Linked DNA regions of Mus musculus: region 1 is linked to region 2. Evidence: chromatin contacts called from public HiCAR-type data. All regions are on one chromosome and are shown on one strand. The core of a region is the stretch at or near the end of the contact, and the rest is flanking DNA. Distances in the headings are between cores, read along the strand shown.

Evidence for each region. HiCAR-type assays count read pairs that join an accessible place to other places.
Region 1: a contact with region 2 is called in a HiCAR-type map of astrocytes, with 4 times the contacts expected there. The contact joins the promoter of Tubgcp5 here to the promoter of Luzp2 in region 2. A contact is called at or near these places in 1 of 39 promoter capture datasets (second pharyngeal arch cranial neural crest) and 3 of 115 datasets of contacts at active chromatin or transcription factors (astrocytes, embryonic stem cells and stem cell-derived neural progenitor cells).

Annotation. Positions count from the first base shown.
Region 1 is chr7:55,790,397-55,796,200 of GRCm38.p6, forward strand. It overlaps Tubgcp5 (tubulin, gamma complex associated protein 5), which reads left to right and starts at 3,729. Exons shown (of 23, transcript NM_146190.3): 1 at 3,729-3,944; 2 at 5,502-5,555; 3 at 5,643-5,751. The coding sequence starts at 3,799.
Region 2 is chr7:54,831,404-54,837,582 of GRCm38.p6, forward strand. It overlaps Luzp2 (leucine zipper protein 2), which reads left to right and starts at 3,842. Exons shown (of 12, transcript NM_178705.5): 1 at 3,842-4,617. The coding sequence starts at 4,556.

The DNA.
Region 1 (5,804 bases), core at 2,479-4,978, 960 kb after region 2:
GTTATTCGTGGGTGTGAGGGGGACCGCAAATCTGGAAGGAGATGGAAGGAAGAAAAAGAGGAATAGGAGACCAGGAAGGGTACCTATCACGGTCTCGTTTATTATGCTGAGGTGCCTTCTTTTTAAAGCATACATCGCAGGGAATATGGGAGGGGTCTAGGGAGAATTATACAAAGAACAAAGAAACGAGCATCTGCTGACATGGGGGCCGAAGTCAGGCGCCAGGCAGCGGGCACTCTGGATCTTATCTCTGGAACATCGATCCTCCTTGACAGCCTTGGGGGTCAGGCTGGGCTCAGGCACAGCTCATGTCCTTGGATGTCATGGGAACTCAGGAAGAGATAGGGGAGAGGGGACTATAATTCAGCTTTACAGCCTCAGGTGCCAGGAAGGGAATAGGGCGGAAGGGGGGTGATAACCAGCTCTTAGTACAAGGCCATTTGGCCTGTTAGGGAGATTGTGAAGGGCTCACTTTCTCAGGGGATGGTCTCTGACATAATCTTGTAAAGTTTTGTGTCTCCTAAGACATGTAACAAGTTTCTTTTTTTTTTTTTTTTTTTTTTGGTTTTTTGAGACAAGAGTTTTTCTGTGTAGCCTTGGCTGTCCTGGAATTCACTTTGTAGACCAGGTTGGCCTCGAACTCAGAAATCCGCCTGCCTCTGCCTCCCGAGTGCTGGGATTAAAAGCGTGTGCCACCACACCTGGCTACGTAACAAGTTTCAAACCAAACTCCCTACCATGTTGATTTCAGTCAACTGCTATAGAAAACCAAAGCCTACTACTCAGTCAAGAGATAGTCTTATGGGCCTTCTTCTTAATGCCCCAAAGCTGTGTATAAGGATATGACAAGAGAATGGGGACAGGAGAATGGGGACAACAGCACCCAAATTAGCATACAAAGCAAGCCTGTTTTCAGGGAAACTGGACGCTTCTTCATCTGAGCTTTACACAACACCGGGAGAGAGCTCAAGCCAGTTGGCAGATTAAACATAGGCACACTTGTGGTGTGTCTTTCCACAATGTCAGAGTTTATTGAATAGCAATAAATTCACAAGGCTTTCTGGCTTTAATGACAGCAATTTGCCATAAAATCTTGGTAGCCTATGTTAGCATTCTGTCTAAGCTCAACCCCACAGAGATACCTGGCAACAGGAGCCAGGTATGCTCCTCCCCACAGTTACCCTGCAATAGCCAGGTAGGCCTGACCCACTATAAAAGAGGCTGAATGACACCCCCCCTTCTTGCTCTTCCCTTCTTGCTCCCACTCTGTCCCTTCCCCCATCTCTCCCCATTCCCTTCTCCGTCTCTCTTCACGTGCTCATGGCCAGCCTCTACTCCTCTACTCCTCTTCTTCTCTATTCCTCTCTCTCTCTCTGCCTTTCTCTGACTCTACTACCCTCTTAACTCCCCTCCCCATGCCCTGAATAAACTCTATTCTATGGGCCTGCTGAGACACCCTCTTCTTCCATACCTCACCACAGCTCCATAGAACATATCCCCTCCTCTCTTTATCTTTTTATAAACACATCCGCCTAGATGAATACAAGTTCCAACCTTAATTACCAATATCAAGTCTCATATCACACAGCACACAATAAATATATCCAAATCTGTCCTTGTCTCTATCTCTGTCTATCTGTCTGTCTGTCTGTCTCCCTGTGTGTGTGTGTGTGTGTGTGTGTGTGTGTGTGTGTGTGTGTGTAGGCTACAGAATGAATGAGTACAAGAGGTTTCAGAAGTGGATGGAGAAAAGATCTGTATAAACAAGTCAGACCAGTGCCAGGAGAAAGCTAGTGGTAGAAACTGCTGGTGAAGCTGCTCGAGTCAGGCTTGAGTGTGAAGCTGCGAAATCTGGATTCAGGATGAAGACAGCAAGCCTGGTCTGTAGCAGAAAATAAGTCAGGATCAGAGCACTGCAGATTAGCTCCAGATCAGCAGGAGAACAACTGGGCATTTGAGGCAGTGGGGAGGCTACATCAACAGTGGGGGACTTAGCCAAGTCCTTGATGCACACACCATATAATAGGTTTGTGTGCAGCCATAACATCACAGTGGTGGGTGTCTATCACTTATGGCATCCACATGAGGGAGACACAGCATTTTCTCCATCTGGTATGTTTGATAAGTCCTTGTGCCTGGTTTGCCAGATTTAATACGTCAGTCTGCCTTCACAGTTCCAAGTCTCCCCCATTCAACTTACAGTGTGGCTCCCTCTCTAGTCCCAGGGACAAGCTAACTGTCTTTGCTTTACGCGGGTGCCTATCTGCTGCTTTCTCTGGATCTACTCAGCTGCAGAATGGAGTCAAAGGCCTCTTGTAAAACAGTCTCCTGGGGCAGTGCACAGCTTAGGGGATAACAACTGTTTTATTCAATATGGAGTAACTTAGCCTGGCCTCAACAAAGACCTTCCTCGTGAGGGATTCGTCTAAGAAAAAGTCAGGCAAGTACCAATTGGGGTGGCAGGTGCTACCTAATGCGGACGATTTATAAAGGCTCAAAGGCTCCAGCTGCTGCTCTGACGACTTTGCCCACGTCTGCTCTCAAGAGTGCTTTCCCCTTTTTATATTTTGAAAATGACGTTTTAAAATTTATTTTTGTATGGGGTGGAGGTACGCACACATGGGAATTATAAGACTACTTATGGGACATGGTTCTCTCCTATCATGTGAGTCCACACGATGGGATGCAAGCAGCCAGGCCTGACAGCCAGCAACTTTATTAAGTAAGCCAGCTTTTTTTGTTTTGTTTTGGGTTTGTTGTTGCTGTTGTTGTTTTGGTTGTTTTGTTCTGATTTTTTTTTTTTTTTTTCGAGACAGGGTTTCTCTGTATAGCCCTGGCTGTCCTGGAACTCACTCTGTAGGCTGGCCTTGAACTCAGAGCCACTTTCCCTTTCTTGAGAACTTGTTCGAGGGTTCTAACAAGAAAGCACAACTGCCTGTACTGTAACAAGGACAAGTCCTCCATAGGGAAGGTCGGCCTAACCCAAAGCTGTGGGTGCACAAAGAACAGTAACAGAAAAGCATCCCCGGCCATCAAGTGGGTGACAGACAGCTGGCCCTCACATACATCTCCACCTTACTAATAAACCAGCAGTTTCAGCATGTGGGCAGTGACCCGCAGTAGGGATCACACATCAGATAGTTACATTACAATTCGTAAACTAGCAAAAGTATAACTATGAAGTAGCAACGAAATAATTTAATGGTTATGGGTCATCCCAGCGAGAGGAACTATATTAAAGGGTCACAGCATTTGGAAGGTTCAGAGCCATTGTAATACATAAATGGGCACTATCGCTGCTTTAACCATATGTTCCTGGTCTAATCAGAAGCATGTGTTTAGTTGGGGAGCTCTGAGAGCCCAGTTTAGGTCGTCTGGAGGAGAAAGTGAAGGCCGGAGCATGAACAAATAAGTCACGATGTTCAAAAATGTCGGAAACTATACCCTGGAACCAAAAAACTGGTTGGCTCAAAATGCATCAGAATTTAAATCGTTAATCAGGAGTATCCAGAGTCCCTTATTAACAATGATTAATAATAAATAATGGTTAGCTGTCTGAAGACTCTCGGATTTCCCGGTGTGCAAGCAGAAAGAGCACATCTCTTCCCCACCCACGGACGCACCGCATCCAGCAACCAGCATCCACTCCCATCAGCACCTTTCCCAGGCACAGCTCCGGGGCTGCCGGAACTCTCGCGGAAACATCCTCCACATCTCGAAACCCCGGTGCCGGGACGGGCGGAACTCTCGCGAGAACAGTCGCCACTTAGCAGAGATCCTGATAGGTACGCCGCGGCAATGGCCCGGCCTAAGTCGTCCGGGAGCCGGATGGACAGACAGCTGGAGCATGATGTGTGCGAGCTCGTCCGGCAGGTTACGGGGCTGCAGGACGAGGCGGACCCCAACTTCCAGCTGGCCCTGGACTTCGTCTGGTCCAACTTCAGGTGTGGGATCGCGGCTACGAGCTGAAGTCGCGCGGGCGGGCGGGTCCGGGTCGGGAGTGCGGCCTCCGGCACCCCTGCGTCTGCTGCAGCTGCTGTGCCTTGGTTTCCCCTTAGGTGCCCTTGCGAGAAACCCGCAGTTGCAGCGGCACATTCCTAGAGAGCTGTTGACTCTGCTCACCCGCACGCAGTACGGTGCACATCAAAAGTCATTTGATGGCTGGGAAAGTGAATTTTTAGCGCCAAATTCTGATCACATCCTGTTAGGTTTTTTGGGGGTTTTTTGTTTTGTTTTGTTTTTTGTTTGTCTCACCAACCCCCCTCTTCTCTTGCTCGGACCACTTACAAGTTTCCCCGCTTCTGTGTCCTCCCTTTGCATTGCATAAAACAAATTCAAGTTCTACTATTGAGCAACACATAGCATGTCTAGTAGAAGTCACCCTAAACAGTGAACAGTTTGTCAGACTGTGATCCTGATTCTAAGCGCAGGACGTGAGTGTCTGCCTAGTTCGTGAGACTACAGACCTCTCAGGTTGATGGGAAGCAAGCCAACGATCCAAAACCACAAGTGCAATTTCTAGTTATAACCTATAGAAAGAACAAGGATTCAAAGAAGTCAGGTAACTCGAAAAGCAGATGTACCACAAGTATTTTTTCTAGTGGCAGATAGGAGGGAGGGGATAGTCATTTTAGAGTTGGGAAGAGACATAGATGCTGCATAGTATAACAGAAGTACTAAAAGCATACCTATAACACTCTGTCACCAGTGTCACCCGTAGAAAACATGTGGCAGTCACCTTGTGTTACAGTTGCTTTATTTCCACATGTTGTTCGTTGTTACATTAATGACAGCCTTTGGTCCCACTGCTAAATTTTAGGTTTTGTTGTTGATGATGTTATGTGTATGATTTGACTCTGTGTACACGTGTGCATGTGTGTGCCTGGTGCCCAAGGCAGCTGATCCCCTGGAACTGGGATTATAAACAGCCTGTGGGTGCTGTGAATAGAACCTGGGGACCCTGAGCAATGGCGTGGGCTCTTAACCCCCGAGGCATCTCTCCAGACCCTTTCAAAGCTTTCTAAATATTTGATAATTGTACATGAATATGTTTGCTTTTCTTTGTATTTCATTTTGTACATTTAGCAGAATTATTCAGAGGACAAATGTTAAGATTTCACTGGGCTTCTCTCTTACATTAAAAAGACAAAGAAAATCCAGTCACAATGATGTATGCCTATAATTACATCAGAATTTTGCACTAAAAAGTATACCCACTTGGGTGGCTCAGGCAGGAGGATTGCTGTGAGTTGAAGGCTATCCTTAGCTTCCTAGTGAGCTCAGAGCCACATAGCAAGATCTAGCAAAAACCCTAGGAAAATATGTTATACTGAACATAACTGTGGGACATATAAAAAGACAAAGGAGCCAGAGGACAGGTTGTCAGGGGTGTCAGACATATGCAGGGACATGGAGAGCTGTGACTCAAGTATACTTAGCTACCTGACAGTAAATACTGCCATGTGACACTGACATTAAAAACTGTATTTTATCTTTACCAGATTTCATCGTTTCTTGGATGTCAACAGTCACAAAGTAGAAAAAACAATAGAAGGGTATGTTGATTCTCTGTCTATATGTATTCATTGATGCGTTCTCAAAAGCTATTTAGGTACTAATTGATTTTTTTTTTAACATTTTAGAATTTATGAAAAATTCACCATTCATTCTGATCTCAACAAAGCTGCTAGTTGGAAGAGATTAACTAAGGAGTTCCTAAATGCATCTCTTCCCAGCACAGAGAAAATAAAGGTAAGCCTTCAGCCGTGAGCTCTCCAGTTGTAGTCACTCTTGTTGCTGTTGCT
Region 2 (6,179 bases), core at 2,592-5,091:
AGAGGAAACATTATAAAAGGTTTCTATGTGATTAAAATATCTCAAGGTATGCCAGGAAATACGTTTCCAAGGTCAATGGAGTGCTCCGTGCTGAATATATGGTTCAGATCCTTAGCCATACTGTACAAAATAAAACCCATAAAGACAGCATGTCCAACTCAGAAACAGGATGATAGGATTTTAAACAATGAGCTTAAAACTGAAATGCAAGGGTCCATAAAAGTTTACAAAATGAAGACATAGCATTCTACCCAAAACTAAGAGAAAATAAAGATATTAGTGTGAGAAACTAGAAACAACACAGTAGTGAGACTGGAAACTAAATAACCTTTACAACAAATGGCAGGTGGACCACTGATAACCTTGTACCATGAAATGTACTTGACTACTCTCCTATGAAGCTGTAAAAATGTGTTCTAAATGGATTAGAGGTAAGGTACGGGGTAGGACTGAAACACAAAGCCTTACATATGTCAGGTCAGTACTTTATAACCAAGGTGCAAGCCTAGCCATTTGTACCGTGTTCAGAGACAAGTCCAGCTAAATTTTCCACCTCGTTCTCAAATGAATTATCCCTCTCCCTCAGCCTCTTGAACTGTAATTAAAAGCCCATGACACCACATCTAGATAAGCCTGCTCTTCAGAGATTGAAACACCATAATATTCAGAAGAAGCACATATATAACTATTACCACATTTTGTAAAGAAAAAACTGACATAAGTAACAGAGGCAACAATAATAGGTAGCTTGACTTAATCGAAAGTAAAAGCCTAGTGAAGCAGGAATTCAAACATCTATAGTCACAGAACTTGAGAGGTGGAGGCAGGTCAGGAGTTCAAGGTCATGCTTGGCTATATGACAAAGAAAATAAAATCGGAAAATGCCACATAGTGAACTTCCCTCTGTGTTCCAAATGAAACTTTCTAGAAGATACAAAATCAACTATTCATTGGGAATATTGGCGAATCATTTGTCAACAGAGAGACTGAATTCAAAGAGCTCTTAAAACTCAAAATGATATCCAAGTAAACCAATAGGCCAAAATTACAAACAACTACATCTCAAAAAAAAATGTGTACACATCACCATTGAACCTATGGAAAGATGTTTACTATGCAACATGATGAATACTCTAGGCAATTATGTTACCATAAGCTAGTATGGCACACTATTATAATAACAAACAAAGGGGTTAGATAAATTGGCATCTTCATGAACTATTTTTAGTATTTTGGAAAGAGGTTTGACAATATTTCTAAATATATTAAACATAAGATTGCCAGACTACCCACTATCAATCCAATATAATACAAAATCTATGTTTACAAATAAAATCTTGTATGCTTGTTTTGGCAGAATGACTTATAATAGATGAAAAGGCTAACTGTCAACTTTTGAACTAACAAACCAAATGTGCTATGTCCATTCAGCAGAGCATTATTTAGCAACACACAGTAATGAAGTATTGGTGCAGGCCATGCCATGGATGAATGAAGCCTGAAACATAAGTGTGAACAAGACAAACCACATAAGACTTAACCCTGCTAGACAATCTGAGCTGTTAAGGGATCTGGGAAGTCATAGAAACAATATAAGAATGAGACTTAACAAAGATGGGAAGAGAGCAGAGGAGAGTGGTGGGGAGTGAATTCTAATGGGTATTTGTGGTTGCTTTTGTGGCTGGTGAAAAAAATATTCTAGAGTTTTATAATGGTTTCTGATTTCTATTCTGTAGTTAAAATATTTAAAACTCTGAATTATATGCTTTAGAGTGGTAACATTTCTCCTATCAGAATTATATCTTTTGTAAACAGTATCCTCATTGGCTCCAGGTTTCAGTACTTTGTAGAAAAGTCATTTTAGCCAAATGCAATTTCTTGATGTTCTTCACTGGGCATAGATACGTGTTATGAACATATTTCCTAATAGAGGTTGGTCCCATGAAGCTGCTCTCCGAATTGCATTTTCAGAAATCACATTGGTTTTCTGAAACAGAGAATCACCTTTACAGCTGAATTTTCCTTCTGAATAGTGAACATCCCATCATAGAAATAGGAGGCTCACACTCCTAGGATTTCCCAAGAAACATGGCATCTGCTAAGACATATCTGTATTTGAATTTAGACTCTTAAACTTCTAATCTTGCAAGAGTTTCCACAATTCCACACATGACCTCCTTTAGCCCAGTGCTCCTTGATGTCCTAACACCCTTCAAAGGGCCTTTATAGGTGTCCTATGCAGAGTACAGCAGACCCCGAGGGCCAAGTGCAGGCAACAGTAACTCTTTACTTCCTTAGTGGATCATATGCAGTCTTTCCACTAAGAAAGAAAACCTAAGTGGGAGACTTACACTGTAGAATCCCAATGTATTTTCCCTCAAGAAAATGTAAATTGTGGGGTGATGTCAAAAAAATGTCAACAGTTGTTCATTTGTAAAAATTACCAAGTGACTCATGTCAGATGCTTGACCGCTCTGAGTAAGACGACTACAGAAATGGAAAATAATGGAGATGACCACACTGGGTTCATGTGGTGATGACGTTAAAATACTTAATCCTAACTTTTTATATGAGTAAAAATGCATTCTTCAAATGAGTGTTATTTCCTGCTATACACATTTTTTTTGTTATTATTACAAAGGGGCATGCCCTTATTAGTATGCAACTTACTTTATCATCTTTAAAAATAAGAAGAACAGCACCCAAGCAGCTGATACAGGAGGATTGCTGCACATTTGAGGTTTGACTGGGCTACATAGCAGAACAAAACAAGACCCCATGGAGATCTCCTTCTTGAATTCCAGGGTCTAGGTTTTCATAGTGCTGTTGTTTTGTTTTTTTGTTTTGTTTTGTTTTTCCTTCCAAAAGACAAACAGTGGAGAAAGGAGCTGGTTTGTGTCTGTTGTGGATTTTACTACTGCAAAAAGGATTGATATCCTTGAAAACATTAATACTCCTATTCTGATTGCTTGAGATTCTTACAGTAAAGTTCTTCAGTAGGTGTGTCCTTAAATTAAACTTCATCAAGAAGAAAACTGGAACAAACTGGAACAAAACAGTAATTAGAAGGTTAATGCCCTGCCCCCCCCCCTTTAGAGTCTGGTAACAAATACATCGTTTTATATATCTACAAATATGTCTTCAATTCTGAGTTTATCTCTGATTCTTATTTAAAATGTTACTTATATGAATTGCCTGGGCAGAACAGAGACCATCAACTAAACAGTTGGGATGGCACCTGCTGACCCTAGGTCTTCCCTCTAGGTCTTCCATGTGCTTGATTCTTTAGTGTAGACCCACTTCAAGTGTGAAGTTCATTGCAGCAGCAAGGTTGCCTTAGGACTGGGGACAACTAAAGAAAAGTCCAGTCCAGATAATGTTGATCCTTGCTTTCATCACATATGTGGTAGGAAAACTGTAATGTTTAGTTTAGTACAGTGATTCTTGAGAGAACTGTCATACACACTTTCTTTTAACACACACACAGAGAGACACAGACACACACTCACACACATACAGCATGGTGTAAAGATCCCAGAGTTTCAGATCTCTGATCTCTGTAGGTGGTCAGCCTCTCTTCTTGAATTTTGAGATTTTGCAAAATGGTAGATTTCGTTAAAGTTGTAGTATTTCCCTTTTCTGATTAGAATTCCTACAAAAGGGCTTGTTAAACATTGGTTACTTGATATACAACATTTAGAAACTACAGAGAATACTCCTACCATTTAATTAATGACCAATGTCTCTGCGCTCTTGCTTAAGATTTTTCCCCCCTCAGGAAAACGACCCTTGAAGGTGTATGAACTCTGGCTGCCAGCTGCACACACTTGAGTAGCTGACAGACGCAAAGGCCAAAAGAGAGGAAGATCCAGACGCACCAGAACCCAGAGCCGCGGACTTTGTGTTGGTTCTGGTCCCTTTCTACGCTAGAGACCACTAACTCATCTGGGTATCGGGCTTCTGGTCTGCATGGGCTGCTGCTCCACTCTATCTGCAGCAAGCAAGCCATTATGCCTCTAATCAGAGCAGTATTTTAAGCTTACTCTCCAAGCAACAAAAAGCAAGCTGGTGAGAGACGCCTGCTCTGGACCCTAAAGAGTCTGGAGTCCTTCCCAGCGAATTGTCTCTCACCCTGCGGAGCACGCCAGCTCAATTACTGGAGAAAGAGGTTGGTCCTTGCCACCGCCCTCCCCTCCTGTCTTCAGTAGGAGCGGGGAAGAGGAGATCCGCTCCAGTGCGCACGGGAGTGACCAAGTACAGCTGCCTACTAGGGCAGCGACCTGGACGCGGGTCCTTTCCTCCTCCAGCGGCTACACCCGCCCTGTGCGCCTTGAACACGGCGCGCTGGACCATCCCGGCAGGGCTCCGGGGTGACATCACTCCTGAAGATACTCGCACTCTGGTCCTTGTCTTTACAAAGCCTCTATCCGTGTCTTTGTGGGTCTCAGGAGAGGGCTCCGGGCTTCGGGGAAAGAGAGCAGGACACTGAACAGCAACTGACCGGAGGAAGCAAAAGAGCAGAGTCCAGCGAAGGAGTACCCGAGCTGGCGGCGACATGAAATTCAACGCTGCACACTACCTGCTGCCCCTGCTGCCTGCACTCGTCCTCAGCACCAGGTGAGTCCAGGAGCATGAGGCCCCAAGCCAGCAGGCTGCGCTCCTCCGGGGAGAGGCACCTCCCACTTAAGCAAGATGCTAGCTGAGTGATTAAGATTCAGAATCCTTGGATAGAGCAGAGACCTTTATAGTTCCCTTAGTATCATGGAAAAAAAAGTACCTCGGTTGCTTCCTTTCAGGGACCGAGAGCTTCCCTTCAAAGAACAAGGAACCTTCCCGTCCCCAACTCCCGTGGAGCCCCGTAATCAGGAACAGAGAACAAGCAGAAGTAGGACAACATAGAGGAAGTAGGGAGAGAAGGGATTTTACCCCAGAGTGCCTGTTTACAATAGACCCCTCCAAGTAATGTCCCCTCTTAGGGAATTTAGGCCCCCCCGTGAAGCATATTCTAACGTTCAGGGAGCCAGAGAAAGCTAAGACTTGTGCAGTAGTCCCCAAACTCCTCCGGTGACCGTGGCCTGACTGAGGTCTTGAGTGGGCTTGGTGGCAGGTGACTTACTTTGGCTGTGTTTTGAGCAGGCTTCAGATTTAAAGTTACAAGACAGTACTGAAGCAGAAAAGAACCTAGTTGGGAACAATCGGGCACTGTGCTCCATCACTGGCCACAGAGGAGAATTTCAGTCCCAGTACAGAGGACCTATTTTTATTGGAGATTTCAAACACGCTGACTGAGAAGTGCTTTGTGACTACTGCTGGGGATCCAGTCTCAGAGTTGGTGATGGGTTTGCTTTCTTCTCCCACAAGCACAGCACAAGGGTGGCCTGTTTCAGTGCCTGGGACTGAATTTCTTCTGCATGCCTTGAGCACCCGACTGGCAGCAACCCCTTTCCTTTGGCCTCCATGAGATGAAATAACCCACAGGGTCGGGGTTCTTTCAAATCCGCATGAATGGAGACAGCAGCTGATTGTATAACTCACGAAAAATAAAGTAGAACTACACACAAGTGTACAAGATTCACAGAGGAAAAGAAAAAATGAAGCAGGCTTGCTAGTTCTTAGATGATGAATTTCCTGTATCTCTTTCTAGTACATGTTTCTTCCAGGCCTGCCTAACCTAACTTTTCATATAGAAACTGTTCAATATTTAGCTCCAAATATTGATGAATCTGGGCTTTCCTTGAACATAAAATCCAAGAGACTTTACTAGACTGAAATCAAACTTGAATTTTAGTTCTTCTAAAAGCTTGCTTGTCGTTTCAGTTTATATTCTTATGTTTGCAAAAGAAGTCCACATTGCTTCCCAGCATTAATGGGACTTTCCTAAGCAATAGGCTGTTGAATATTGTGTTACGTACCCACAGCTTAATAAAGTTTGTCTTTGGGTCCTTGGCATTTGCTCTCATCTTCTGCTTTAATAATTACTTATGCTTTCCTTTGAAGAAAGGACATCTCTAAAGTGTATACTTAAGTAGATGCCCCGCAACATGCAACATGCTAATTAGACAGTAAATGTTGGAGCAAGGGGAAGCCAACCTACAGTGGCATAAAAGATGTAAGAAGCTCTTCAGCTCCCGTAGTCCATTTGCTTTTTAAAACAGTTGTCATTTGAATAAGCAAGCTCT